Linked DNA regions of Cricetulus griseus: region 2 is linked to region 1. Evidence: chromatin contacts called from public Hi-C data. All regions are on one chromosome and are shown on one strand. The core of a region is the stretch at or near the end of the contact, and the rest is flanking DNA. Distances in the headings are between cores, read along the strand shown.

Evidence for each region. Hi-C and Micro-C count contacts between places; a contact is called where the count stands out from the background.
Region 2: a contact with region 1 is called in a Hi-C map of the CHO-K1 cell line, with 8 times the contacts expected there. The contact joins the enhancer-like site here to the promoter of LOC113835922 in region 1. A contact is called at or near these places in 4 of 8 Hi-C or Micro-C datasets (the CHK-Q cell line, the CHO-K1 cell line and fibroblasts).

Annotation. Positions count from the first base shown.
Region 1 is chr5:85,473,265-85,480,624 of CriGri-PICRH-1.0, forward strand. It overlaps LOC113835922, which reads right to left and starts at 6,083. Exons shown (of 2, transcript XM_027417925.2): 1 at 5,086-6,083; 2 at 1-1,486. The coding sequence starts at 5,457. The coding sequence ends at 1,253. Trnai-uau (a tRNA gene) reads left to right here and starts at 5,514; the gene lies at 5,514-5,606. LOC103160768 (a long non-coding RNA gene) reads left to right here and starts at 5,258. Exons shown (of 4, transcript XR_003485777.2): 1 at 5,258-5,390.
Region 2 is chr5:85,802,485-85,809,984 of CriGri-PICRH-1.0, forward strand. It overlaps LOC113835924 (mRNA decay activator protein ZFP36L2), which reads right to left. Exons shown (of 2, transcript XM_027417931.2): 2 at 7,311-7,500. The coding sequence ends at 7,463. Among named protein-coding and RNA genes, the nearest start is that of Thada, 300 kb to the right of the region's middle. Within about 2 kb of position 5,242, at least 5 of the 6 cell types and tissues checked have open chromatin away from gene starts, as enhancers often do. A contact at or near this core is called in the CHO-K1 cell line and fibroblasts, where this site is marked.

The DNA.
Region 1 (7,360 bases), core at 4,833-7,332:
ACCCAACTGCAGCCTCAAGGATTTTTCACCAGAAGAGATGCTGTGAGAATCACAGTTCCCAAGATCCAGCTGTGGTTTTCCTTAGTTACCTCATACCTAACTCCCTGCCCAACATTATCACTGCTTTGTTAAGGCACACCTCCATCCTTTGTCATTGTCACCACATTGTCACTCCCCTGACTCTTCATCCTCCTCTCCATCATGAGAGTCCCAGGGATTCTATAAGACCCACTCAGGATGAACCATGACCTTCTTCCCATCCTGTGTCTTCAGTGTAATCTACAAAATCCCCTTTAAGGCCTAAGATAATGTACTTGTGGATTCTAGGGGTTGGGACATGGAGCTCTGGAAGACGGAAGGTGTAGTTGTTAACAGTGGTCGTCAACTTGATGACAGAATCTAGAATCTCTTAGAATGCAAGCTTTCAGGCACACCTATGAAGAATTATCCAGATCAGTTCTCAACCAGTTGGTCATTCGGCCCCCTTTCACAGGGGTCGTATATCAGAGAGCCTGCGTATCAGATATTTACATTATAATTTGTAACAGTAGCAAAAATACATTTATGAAGTAGCAACAAAAATAATTTTATGGTTGAGGGTCACCACACGAGGAACTGTATTAAAGAATCGCAGTGTTAGGAAAGTTGAGAACCACTGCTGTAGATTAAGTTTAACCTTTGAGAATGTGTGCTGGCTAGGTTTGTTTGTTTTTGTTTTGTTTTGTTTTGTTTTTTGGTGACTTGGTACAGGCTACAGTCATCTGGGAAGAGGGACTATCAGCTGATAAGTTGCCTCCATCAGATTGGCTTGTAGGCAATGTTTGTGGGCTTTTTATTGATTAATGATTGATATAGGAGGGCCAGCCCACTGTGGGTGGTGTCACCCCTAGGCAGGTGGTCCTGGGTTGTTTAAGAAACTAAACTGAGCAAACCCTGGAGAGTGAGCCAGTAAGCAGCACTCCTCTATGGTTTTTGAAACAGTTCCTGATTCTGCCTTGAGTTTCTATCCTAACTTTCCTCAAAGATCGACAATAATCAGAATGTGTAAGCCAAGTAAACTCTTTCCTTTCCAAGTTGCTTTTGGTAATGATCTTTATCACAACAATAGAAATCAAACTAAGACTCAATATCTGTTCAGGAGTGCCTTCATTTGGGAAAACACACCCGCTGTGGGTGGCGCCATTCCCTGGGCCACCCTGGAGTGTATAAAGAGGAGAAAGTGACCTGAGCACAAGCACTTGTTGCTTTCTGCTCAAGAAAGCAACCAACTATGCAGCAAAAACCAAAACCCTAAAATAATTCTGCAGATCTTCCAATTTGACAGAACCGTTTTGGAAGCTCCTGGGTGTTTGTGACCAGTACCCACAGTAGTATCAAGATACCAGCTGTCTGCCCATGGTGACTGCTCTGGGGCTCCTCGTGTAGGATTTGGCTTCTGTACAGCAACATTTGCACTTCTTAATACATAACCATGATGCAACGCTGGCTAAAAAGAAGAAATAGAAAAAGGTTGATGAAACAAAGAAAACAAGGACCATAAAATGGTAGTTCTATAAATCTGAATCAAAATGAGCTTCATTCAGCAGACTCTCATATTGCATTCAGCTAATCAAAGTGTTTGTATGGCTCATCACAATGCCTCTTGAAGAGCAGAAACCAAAGCCATGAAGGGAAAATATAGCAGCCATTACATGCTATTTGACCTTCCATTGTCAGGAGTAAGGACAGTTACAGCCTGCTCTTGTAATTTGCCGGATGGCACATGCACACAGCAATTGGAACTCATTTTGTTCATCTCATCATTTAAACACAAAAACATGGTATTAAAAACTTTTTTTCTGTGCAAAAGGCATAAATTCCAAACATTCATTTAGGAAACAGTTTTTGTCTATTTCTGATGCCACAATGAGTCATTGCATTTCATACATTTTAATGTACAGTACATTCATCTCTGTGCCAAGATGACATGTTATTTTAAAACTTATCTGTTAACACAGCAAGCCTTTCCCTTACCTTACATAATTAAACATTTTATTATTGGGTATATGGAAAAGATTGAGACTCTTTTTACATTACAGGCATCACAGGTTTTTAACTACCCCTTGCCTAAATAAAATTTTATTATTTTATTTTATTCTTTTTTAAAAATCGCTGCTTTATTACACAACTTACATAATAATTCAAATGATTTCAGGTTGATGGCATAGGCTGGTAGAACCTGCACTCTGAAGGCAGAGACAGGACGATTCTGAGTTTATGGCCAGCCTGGGTTACATAGTGAGACCATGTCTAAAAAGTTAACTTCAACATGTTTGGAAGAGTTATGTGGGGAAAATATTCTCCAGTCAAAATTTCGGTATTTAGAGACGAGGAAAATGGTGCAAGAGTCTTGAACCCCTTACTATGAATAAAGACCAGTGAGGTTTATGGGTGAGATTCTTCCTTCCCTGCTCTCTCAAGGCAGCCTGAGGACAGGGTAGGCAGTCTATAGGGTCCAGAAGGTTTCACCTGTGGTCCTGGCACCCTCTCTCCTACTCCCATCTCAGTATCACCCCTCTAGGTTCCTCCCTCAGAGCCTTAATTTCTTTAGCATCCAAGTTATTCATGTTCCCTTTATGAGGTACCGTCTTCCCCTCTACAAAGTGGGATCTCCCATTATCTGTACATACATATACATAGTGCCTGATTGCCACTATCTGCTCAGAGCAGATACACAATGGGGATTGGCGAGGGGGGGGGCGCAAAAGGAAGCTGCATTCTCAGCAGTAACTCTACGGCTCGTGATTTATCTGGTGGCTCTGCCTGAGACTCAGGGTGTCTTAGTTAGTGTTCTATTGCTGTAAAGAGACACCATGACCAAGGAGGCTCTTACAAAAGAAAGCATGTAATTGGGGAGCTTGCTTATCCTTTCAGAGGTTTAGTCCACTATCGTCATGGAGGGGAGTGTGGTGACATGCAAGCAGGTGCTGGAGCAGTAGCTGAGAGTTACATCATGACGGCAGGCAGAGAGAGACTATGGGTTTTAGCATGGGCTTTTGAGACCTCAAAGCCCACCCCTAGTGACATACTTCCTCCAACAAGGCCACACCTCCTCCAACAAGGCCACACCTACTCCAACAAAGCCACACCTCCTAATCCTTCTTAAGCAGTGCCACTCCCTGATGACTAAGGATTCAAATATATAAGCCACAGGGGCCATTCTTACTCAAACCATCCCACAGGGGCAGATTCCCCAAATGCTAGTGGATTTGTTTACAGCATCTTCACAACGTTCTTATTTACTGGGAACTGTGTCCCTTTTACAGCACCAAGAAACAAATAATTCCTACCCAACATGTATTTACTTTCTTAACTATTTCTAACTTCGGGGAGAAACTTTCTTCAAAGTCGATGCTGCCTTCATTTACCCTGGACTTCCCCACCTATACCCCCAGGATCCCAGAGGCTAGCATGCTTGAGACCTAATGGATCTGTAGGGTGCTGGCCGTCCCTTTCTGGTGTGTCTCCTGAATTTTACAGAACCATCTGGGGGTCCTCATCTGGCTCCTTTCCCTACAGATAATCCAGTGTGCACATGGACACAGGACAGTCCACTGTTTTGTTTGTTTGAAGATTTATTTATTATATATACATTGTTCTGCCTGCATGTATGCCTGCAGGCTAGAAGAGGATGTCAGATCTCATTATGAATGGTTGTGAGCCATCTGCAGGTGCTGAGAATTGAACTCAGGACCTCTGAAAGAGCATCCAGTACTCTTAAACTCTGAGCCATCTCTCCAGCCCTGTTCTTTTGTTTTGTTGTTTTGGGAAACGGTTTCTCTGTATAGCCCTGGCTGTCCTGGAGCTCGCTCCTGGTGCCTCTGTCTCTGGAATGCTAAGATTAAAGTTGTGTACCACCATGACCAGCTCTGTTTTTGTTGTGGTTCAGTTTTGAAACATGGTCTCATACTGTAGTCCACACTGCACAGAACAGTGGTGCAGCTGACCTTGAATTCACATCAATCCTCCTGCCTCATCTGAGTGCCTGAATTACAGGTGAGAAGTACCACATCTGGCTGACCATTCAGCTTCCTAAAAACACCTTCATTGATCCAGTCGTGGGAAGAATCCGTTATGTCCACATTGTCAACCCTACCACCAGTACCTCTCCTGCTCAAATGTTAAGGCTTTCTGAAGTTGGGTACCACGCTACTGTTTAACATTTATCACCCCAAACTTGTTACCACGCTGATGACCACAGTAGTGGCCTTTACTCCATCGCCACCTGTCACATCTAGTGTCCCGATCAATCTACTGTTTGCTCTTCTGGTTTTCTCTCTTTTAGGAGAATAGAGGTCACCAAACAAGGTGACCAACGTATTGGCAGGAGCTTAGGTGGCAATTTGAGTGGAAGCCTGACCCCAGGACAGGGGTACTGGGAGTCGGGTAGGGGGTGGGAAAGAATTGCAAACCGCCTGAGGAATGCTCTGTGGTTATTGAGTGAGGTATGCAACGTACCTGGGACAAACGAAACACCCTCAAGTTGTTGTTTTAAGAAGAAACAAATGATTCCATAGAATACAACGAATATCATAGACCCAGCACGGATTCTATTCATTTTTACCCCGCTTCCGCAGTAAAGGGTGATTTTTACACTTTCTGAGCATCTACTCAGTGTAGGAAGTGTAGGTTTCATGCCACTGATAAAAGAAAATTAGTTTCTTGACCATATCCATTCTCCTTTACCCCCCCCCCATTTGTCTCCTTGCCAAGTAGCCTTCCTGCTACTTTTGACTTTTTAAACATTTATTTTTTTCAAAATAAAGTGTAGGTGTGTGTTTGTGCACGCCGCAGATCTCCCCCGAACTTGAGTTAAGGGGCAGGGTGAGACGCGGGTTGTGGGTGATGGGAACCGAACCCGCTTTCTCTGCAAGAGCGGTACTTTTGACCTCCGAGCCGCCTCGCCAGTCTCTCCCCTTTGTATTTTCATAAAGCACGGCGTTTTAAAAATTCTGGTTTTAAGAAAGAAACAGATATTCCGAGGTTTCTAGCTCTTTGGGTTTTAAACGGTGGAACTTAGTTTTAAGATGAAAAGAAAGGAAACACCTGCAGCTTGGACCCCCGAGGCCCCTCGGGCTGAGCCGCCCGCCGGGGCTGTCTGCGCGGTTCGCCTTCTCGCCATCGGAAGGGCGGGTCGGGGATCCGGGTTCGCTTCCCGAGGACGGCAGCCGCGGGGTCGCTCGGTCCGCCCCTGCCAGGCCGGTCTGCGCGTGCCGGGGGCTGGATCTCACGGAGCGAAGCCCCGCAGAGGATGCCGTCGCTCGCCCGCAGGCTTGGCCGTGCGAGCCCCTCGTGGGACCCTCGTCCAGTCGCTCCTGGATCCACCGGTCCCCAGACACCGGCTCGTAGCCGTAAGTCTGTTCTGAAGTTGCGGAAGGCTGGAGTCTCGAGCGGAGCCCGCCGGTGGCGGCTGCGCATGCTCCACTGACGCCTCCCTGGGCCTGATAGAGCCTTCGCGAGGCCGGCTTAGCGGAGCTCCAGTGGCGCAATCGGTTAGCGCGCGGTACTTATACAGCAGTACATGCAGAGCGATGCCGAGGTTGTGAGTTCGAGCCTCACCTGGAGCACGACTCTTTTGGAGCTGAGCTATGCGGTCATTTTATATTCGTGCAGGAAGGAGTTGGGGTCCCCCTGGTCTCCTCGCTTCCTGTCTCAGCCCGAGCGAAAAACAAACTCGCGAAGGAGCCGGGCCCCCTTTTTCCGGCCTGCTTTGTAGCTCCTGAGCGGTGTCCAAACAGCGGTGGATCTCAGTCGGCCGCCGACTGCCCTTCCCGTTCGTTAGTCGGTTGTTTAAACCGCATCCCAGACCGGGGATGCAATGTAGACCTAGGTCCCGGGCGCTCCTGATGCCGGGTGGCTTCCTGCGGACGCGGAGGAGGCGCTGCCCTCGCCCGGATCCAGGCCACTGCTTCCGGGTGGCTCTCCAAGACCAAATGGACCACGAGCGTGGGACCTGGGTGAAGGATCTGCTCCGTTCCCATTCCCTATGTTAGACCCCCTGTCTGCAGCTCCTCTTCCCACCCCCGGTTCAAGGCACCCACCATCCCCTGGCATTTGCAGTTGTGGGCGGGGCGGGGGGGTGCATAAGTATCTGGGAAATTTCCATTCCCCTCTTTCTAAAGCTCTGCTATCACTCAGGAATGGTGGCCACCAGAAGAGGCCAGTTGGATTTCTGTTTCTGTCTCTTATTTCTGCCTCAGGGCCTTTGCAAAAGCCAGTCCGTATCTTTGATCATCTTCCCCAAATCTTAGGGTAGCTGGCCACTCAACCATCTGGGCTCCGTCAAACATCCTTCCTCAGATGAGGGGAAGTGCAGTTGCCCCCATCATACCATTCTCTAGATTTTGCTTATTATGATGATTTGAAACTACCATGTTTCAAACTTTACATAACTTTGTAAAGGTTGAATTATAGACTAACCTTTACATATCTTATATGGTCTATCCTTCTCAAGTAGGTTTACAAGACACTACATCACCTATTTTAGGAGAACTTACAAACTTCCATGACCACACTCTTACAGTTGTATTCCTGAGCAGCTCTTTAGTTCTATTATTACAGTAAAACTAACCACAAAACTAATGCACATCAGTACAATAGATGCCCAAGAAGTAGAAACTATTTGAACTATCCTCTCTGCAGTAATTCTTATCTTTATTGCTCTCCCATAAAAGAGGGGGCAGGGGGGTCTCATTTATCCAATTATTAATAGTTCACCTCCTATCATTCCAGTCAGATTTTAGGTCCCATGGTGCCAATCAATCTGCACACCACCCACGATGAATGAATGGAAGGTTAATATAGGAACAAGACATGGGCACAAACTCTAAAGCTAAGTGAAAAACTAGTGCCCAGTTCTCACGTAGAGGTTTACTGTCCAGACAACAGCTGGAGCCTGGTGTTATAAAGTTCACTGGAGTTGTCCCAAGGTCTCAGCACTGGGGTATGCTGGGCCTTGAACCCTGGGACTTACTGTCTACTTGAAGAATATGGCTTATACTTGGCTCTGGGGAGGACCACCACCGAGGAGCACTGCAGCATGCTTCACAAGCCACAGGATACATGAGACTTGCCTGGGGAGTGTGTGGCCATGCAGGGTCCCAGGCTGCAGCTTTAGAGATTGTCACCTATACTCAGGAAGCCGGTGAGCTGGACTTGGAGGAGAGATGAGGACTGGGTGACCAGTTCTGAGAAATCCGCCATGCCCTGCAAACCAGGTTGGCCTGTCACTCTAAACTGAAGGGGTTCCAGGGAGAACTAGCAAAGTGTTTTTCTGTGGGAGTGAGGTAGGGAAGTTTCTCATCTTCGGCTTTGGAGTTTG
Region 2 (7,500 bases), core at 3,992-6,491, 330 kb after region 1:
CCTGCCTTAGCTTCCGGAGTGCAGGAATTATGGTAAGTACCACCACGCCAGGCTTTTCTTTTGGTTTTTCAAGACAGGGTCTCTCTTGGACCAGCATGGCTCTGAATTTGCTGTGTGGTTGGGGATGCCCCTGAATCCCTGATCTTCCTGCCCCTCCCTCTCAAGATCAGCTGGAGTGAGTTCCAGGCTAGTCAAGAGAACCTGCCTCAACAAAAGAATTCATAAAATACCTATTTTGTCTAGGAATGTAGCTTGGGGTGGAATGCTAGCCTCATATGCCCTAGACCCTGACTTTCACACCCAGTACTACCAAACAGCCAAAACAAACAAATAAATTCTCATATATTACTTTGAAAATGATGTAGTTCCCCCCAAAAGTAAACATGGGTCTGGGGGTGTGGCTCGGTGCCAGAGCTCAGGCCTAGCCTGTCTGAGGCTCCAGGTTTGATCACAGTATGGCCCAGTAATTCTACTCATAGGTGTGTCTACACCACAGGGCCAAAGCCATACATTACCACCAAAGTTGTGCCTGGTTATTCCCTAGCAGTGCTTTTGAGCAATCGCCAAGTGCCCACCCACTCTGGGTGACTGGTTAAACAGATTGTGGTATATCCATACAATGGAATACTTCTCACCCATAAAAAGGAATGAAATGCTGACGGCTGCTATACCACAGGCAAACACTGAAACCTCATTTGTACACTCCCTGAAGGCAGCAGCAACCAGTTTACCCTTTACCAGACAGTGGGAACTATCTGTGGGACAAAGGAGAGGTTCTGCCTCTCTGCTGTCCACCAATGGGGGCTCTGCTGGCAGGTGAATCATGGACTCTGCCTTACCCTCAGTGTGTTCACTGACAGCAGTATCTCTCATCTATTAACATACCAGGTGGCTTTGAATTTCTATTGGGTCCCACCCACCTCTGGGGCATGCTGGATCTGGATATATGGGAGGTGTAAAGTCCTGGGACATTAACCCCACTGATCCTAAAGTCTCAAGGGTCTCTAGGTCAGGGAGAGACATACCAGGTAGGAATATCAATGTACCTATGCCCCTACCTGTTTTTCTTCTTTTAGAGACAGGGTCTCTCTATGTCCTGAATCTCAGTATATATACCAGGCTGGTCTCAACCTTACAGCCTGTGTGTGCCTCCTGAGTGTTGGGATTCAAACCGAGAGCCAACCACATCTAGCCTATGTGTCTCTCTTGAAGGGGACCCTCTGCCCATGGTATTAGTGGTACTGGAGAGTGGGCACAGCAGCTTTCCAGTTACCCCAGCCTCAAGTGTGGGGGACGTGGCATGGTGGTGAACACTGGCCTAACACCGACCAGACCGTGGGGTGCAACACCAGCACAGCCAAGCAACAGCACAAAATAAATTATACCAAGCCTCTTTTGGAGACTTGAAGGTGACCCACCCTGCCATGGCTGCTGGAATTTACTCGGACCAGGCTCAGTTCTCTTCTATATAAACAGGCCTGAGCCCAGAAGAGGGGACACAGGCTGCCCACAGCTGGCCTGGCCTCCTGCAGAGGGTCACTGGGAATTCTGCATTTCATCAAATATTGCTGGGCTACAGAGTTTTATTTGAAAATAATTTTAATTAGCCGGAAACTAGGAGTTTAATAAATGGAAAACAGAGAACTTTCCAAGGGCACAGCTGGGAAACACTCGCTTTAAAAAAAAAAAATTCTGCTGGGCTTCCCAAGCCAGCTGAAGTACCCTGACTGGAGGGCTCCCGAGTGCCAGACGAATCCACAAGAAAAACAAAGCTTATTTTTAGAGAAATATTTTAAACTTGGTTTCAATGATCTCAGGAGTTTCCTTCCCCATTGGTCCCGGGCCCTCACATCTTCTCTCTATTTCGGGGTGACCTCCCGGGGCGAACAGCGAACGAATATCTGACAGAAGCTATTTCTGCCCAGATGAAAATAAGAGGGCCTCTCCCTCAGCCCCCAGAGAATGAATTGTTGCTAAAAAAGTCCCAGCAGACAGCAAGGGGCCCAGGAGGCCTGTCCTTGGCAGGTGTGCCCAGCAATGAAGATGGCTCTGGGGGTCCCTGCAGGCTTGGAGACTGTGGTCACTCTCCCACTCAGCCTTGTCCTGTCCCCGCCCAGCAGGAAGCGCAGTCTGGCAGTTATTTCCGGGTTTTGAAAGCAGTTTTAAACTTGGAAGAGGTTTGCTAAGAAGGGCTGCTTTTCCTTTATAGGTATTGGTAACCCCCACCCCCTACCCCATACAGACACACCCCCATGCCCCTGCTGATATAACCAGACCCAAACACAAGCTGTACATACCTCCTCACACACCACCGAAGGCCCACTCCACCCCCACAGCTGCAGCCACATACAGATACGCCCAAACCCACATTCGATCACACACAGCAGGGCACAAGGACACACCCACCAGAGCAACACACACACTCACATGCACACACCTGCACATGCAAAGCCTCCATATCGTGACACCCATAACCCCAACACAGAAACACCCACAGACTCCCACACTCTCAAACCCTAAATACACGGCACAAACACAAACCCACACTCCTACCTACTACAGGCAATCCGTACACCATCACAATCTATACACACCCACACTCACCCACTACCGTTATCCTCTGCAAGATTCATAACCCCCTACATCAGCTAAAGTCCAGAAATACATACCCATCAACATTTCCTGCATCCATTTCATAAATCACAGACACAAATCAACATCCATAAACACCTGTATGCCCAGACAGACACCCAGGACTTACGGACACAAACCCGCCACCTCCCCCAAGGGCACACCTTTCACACTTCCCTCCAGAAATGCCTTGCCATACACACTTATGAATGTTCTTGCACTTTCCAGCTCCTCTGGTCAGAATGTAAAAGAATACCGAAGCTGCCTGCTCTGGCACCATCTTCCTGCCCTGCCTCAACTTCCTTTTTCCTTCTCTCCTTCCCTCTTTGGCTTGCTAGTAGCTCAGATCAAGAACTACACTGCCTGGTGGTGGTGGTGGTGGTGGTGGGGGCACACCTTTAATCCCAGCAGAGGCAGGAGGGATCTCTGTGAATTGGAGGCCAGCCTGGTCTACAGAGTGAGTTCCAGGGCAGCCAGGGTTACGTGGAGAAACCTTGTCTGGAAAAACAACATAAAAAAAGAACTGCCCTGAATGTCTAATGTTCACAGCATCCTCCAGGATAGTAAATACAATGAAACGAGATTACAGCTGGGCGTTGTAGGGCACACCTGTAGTCCCGACTCAGCTGGAGGCTGAGGCAGGAGGATCTGCAGTTAGAAAGGACCCTGTCTTGCAAACAAACATGAGCTTGACTGGCCTCAGTCCAACAGCTGGTCAGCCTGAAAGGGCTGCAGAGACCCAACTTCCGGTTTAGACAAAACAAACAAACAAACAAACAAAAAAACACAAAAAAACCTTGGGTGCAAGTCACATCTGCCTTCATTTGTCCCTGCAAGCAAAGCTGGAGGACGGAGAGTGGTGGTGTCTGCAGGTGGGTTTCTTCCTGAGGTTTAATGTTTTCCAGCAGGCTCTCTGTAGAAACCCACCAGAGGATTCCCTGAGAACCCTCCCTCAGGAGCAGACCTGGCAGTCAAGAGCCTGGCTTACCATCCTTCCTGCACCAAGGGCCTTCCAGGCCTGCTCACGTTCCTCTGTGTCTCCACACAGGGCTCCTCAATTGTGTGCTCACTTGTCTTTTACACCCCTAGCAGGAGACCCAGGCAGTGGGATCCATATTGCGCACACCTTTCTGAAATCGTTTATAAGGTGGGGCACACTAGTCGGGTTGTTTCAAAATCACCCCAGCCTCCAAGCAGTCAGTTGGAAGACCTCTTTGAACAACCACAGTTGCCCATGGAAGGTCCTATCTAGACTCAGCCCGGAGCCTCCACAGTGCAGCCCTGTGGTGGCTAATCCTACTTTGCCCTTACTTCCAAGTTCTCCTCCTATATCATGGATTTACAAAAAAAAAACCAAAAAAACAAAAAACAAAAAACTAAAACCAGTCTCAGGGTGGGATCAAGGACAGGCTGTTTTCTGTTTATTCTGGTGGCTGCGGAGGCACAATGACCCAGAGCCTCCAATGATGTATGTATGGGTGAGAGAACTTCTGAATGACCACCTACCTCCCCGCATGCATCTCAAACACAAACTGTCAGAGCCTAGCTTTCAGGCTTTCAAATGGCTGAAAGTTTTTAAAAAATGAATGTGGCTTACCCCAAAGAGAAGCCCAACATTCCAGCTGCTCAAAAGTGCTTGTTTGGAAAAAAATAAATTTGGGAATGAAGTGGAAACAAGGTCTTTGAAACGCAGCCGGGCCTAAACAGCTCCACAGTGGAGCCGTCTCCTCCCCATTGCAAATTCTTTATGGCCAAGAGGCCAGAGAGCTGCAGGGGCTTCACCCAACCTCAGGGCTTCTTGGCCTCCAGCTCCCTCCGCCCCCAAGGCCTAACATCTGGGAGAACTTTGAAACTGTTCCCCACTCTGGCAGCAAGCACTGAAAAAAAAAAAAAAAAAAAAAAAAAAAAAAGGCTTTGCACACCAACTCCATCGCCTTAACTAGAAACAGCTGCCCAGCCTGGCGCATCCCTCAGACACCCCCACCACCGTTCCTGCTCAGCTGTGAGTCACAGGAGACCCTGGCCAAGGCCGGGGTAGCCAGAGAGGGGGCAAGGATTGGTTGAGAGCCCAGCTGCTATTGATAAGGAAGCACACAGTTGCTGGACCTCCTGTCTAGGTTGGAAAAGGTGTCTGAACTGTGCGAATGGGAGAGGGGGGCAGAAAAGTAATTGTCTTAGGAGTTTAAAAGTGATTTAAAACCAGCTGGGAGAAAACAACAAAAAACAATGCACAAGACTGTAGTTTATGACGGAGAACCAGGCAAAGCAAGGCAGTCTTTTTTCCTTTCGGTAGAAGCCCGGTTGAATTTGCTTTCTGGCCTCCTCAGCCTTCCTTTTGCATAAATAGCCTGAATGTGCTCGTTCCCAGAGGAAGTTGTCTGTGTAAACAAACATCACCCAGATAGAAGTTTAACCCGCTTAATCTCCCTCCCTCTCTCTCTCTGAACAAGGACATAACCCAGCTACCCAAAGTCCAAGCAAAACCCTGGACTCCCAACGCCTGGGCCAGACCTCCACCAGCCAGCTCCCGTCAAGGCTACAGGCCCCGGTCAGGCAGGCATCCCAGAGAAAAATCGGACTTTCAGCTGCCAGAGCAGCCACGTGATCCACTGGGTGACTCACAGGCCGGCCACACCCCTTGCGGTCTCCCGCCAGGCCCTGCCACCAGCCAGTCAGCCAACACTGGGATGCATCTCATTACCAAAGGGAACAGCTAACAAATACCCCTGACAGCCAAATAATTAGTTTCTTTCAGCTGAGAGGACTTGCTAGAAAATAAATACAGGTAACAAGTGGATGCAGGCTCTTGAGCGATCTGTCAGCTCCCCACACCCCTTCCCAGACCTGCTGAGGAGGCCCCGGGGAAGCCAGGAAAGGAGACCCAGTTTTAAAAAGAACACTCCCTTCTCTCTCAGGAAAATTTTTTTCCAAAAAATTTTATTGGGGGGGAAAACTACAAAACATTTACAGTACAATGTTTACAGTCACAATTTGTAGTGAACTGATTCCCCAAAAATATATTACAACTCAAGTTGACTTATCTTGTTACATTCAAAAAAGAACCTACTGTGTCAAAGTAGTCCAGAATACACACACTCGGTGCTCCAACTGTACCCTACATACAAAACTAAGCGCCTGCTCACTCATCTGCCATCCAGGAAGGCCTGGGAGGGACATTCCTGCCTTTTTACATCGAAAAGTCATAGTACAAGTTTCGGACTGTTATGAAACAAGGCATATTCATGTTCTACAGACCATTTTCAGCACTAAGATGGCCCTCTTCACTTTATAGCTATATATATAAAAAAAAAAGTGGTAAAAAAATCTCGTTTTGTGCAGGTTAACCCATCTGGCATTCAAATTCGCTCAAGCACTAATGAAATACTTATTTGGTTGAGGAAGATTTAAGGCAAGTTCGGGCCCCATGAAGGCACTGAGACCATTATTTCCCCGTTATTGCTACATGTCTTTATACTCAATGTCACAGTAGAGCTGGTGGAATCAGCATTTTTGTTTTTTTGTTTTCTCTTGCTGGTTTATAAGGCTGGGACTAGACAAGCATGCCACATGTGAGCCGGACTGCAGAGTATGTGGTCATTCTTTTTCTCTCTTTAAAGCTGGGTGGGCCACAACCATTATACATTCTAAGTAAGAAAAGACTCAAAATGTTCCTCAAACTACTTCCACAGCATCAAGATAGATAGATTTCTGTAAAGAAACCATGCAATCTTTCGAAATTTACGTAAACAAGGAAAGAAATTAATGAAATAAATATTACATACAATCTCTTAAATTAAGATTTTTTCTTACTCATTTACAATAAAATAACCAAGTGAAGTTACAAAAGGCATATATTACTGTGAAAAGAACATACACTCCACATTTTGCCGATTAATAATGGCAATTATAATTTAACATAATAAAAGAATATATATCTATTGCTTTTCATCATACTCGATAAATACAGTATGAACAAACATCCTCAATGTATACTTTTCACAAGATAATAAATAAGTTAAATAGGTTTATTTTTTTCATATTGAGTTGTGGTGCGAATCAACTCAAAACAGCTAAAAATGAAGCACTTATTTCCCAACAATTATGAACTGAGCTCTGCTCAAGGCTTCCAGAGAGCAGAGGGAATGTTTCTAAGCTAAACACTCACTAAACGGTGGCAATGAGACCAGTATCAGACTTTGGAATGCAAGGGTACCCCCCCACCCCCCAAACATATAACTTCGTTAAAAAACAAAAACAAGGACAACAACCGCGACAAACCCGGCTGAAGGCTACTCGTTTCAAGGCATGTTCTTGGCATTACATTGAACTCTAAAAGCTTATTAAGGGGAGGTGGCAGCCGGCTGGCTCACACTGGTCTGAGACAAGTTAGGAACCCCCTTCCAAGGTAAGAGTTCTCACATCTGGACTGTAACTAAGGCTTTCAAGTGAAAGAAGAGATGGAATGGTGGTTTTAGCTGCTGGTGCTGGGCTGGTTTTTTATTCTTCTTTATAAACTAGAGTTTCAAAACTCATCTGAGACCTAAACAAGTGTTTGGTATCTTTTGTTCTATCGCATCACAACTGCCCGTTGTGACTATTTTGTTCATCCTTACAAAAAGTTCGTTGGCTTTTATTTCAACAAGAACGAAAACTCTGCAATAATAATAATAATAAAAAAATAATAATAGAAAAAAAACCGAAAGGGAAGGGGCGGGGCCCCCTCCCGGCATAGTTCGAGTCCAAGTGCTCGGCTGGGGGCCTTCGGCAGTGTCACCCCTCCCCGGTGCCCCCCCTGCAGCCTCTCCCAAACCCTCGCGGGCGCCCCCTTGCCTCAGTCGTCGGAGATGGAGAGGCGGCTGAAGATGGGCA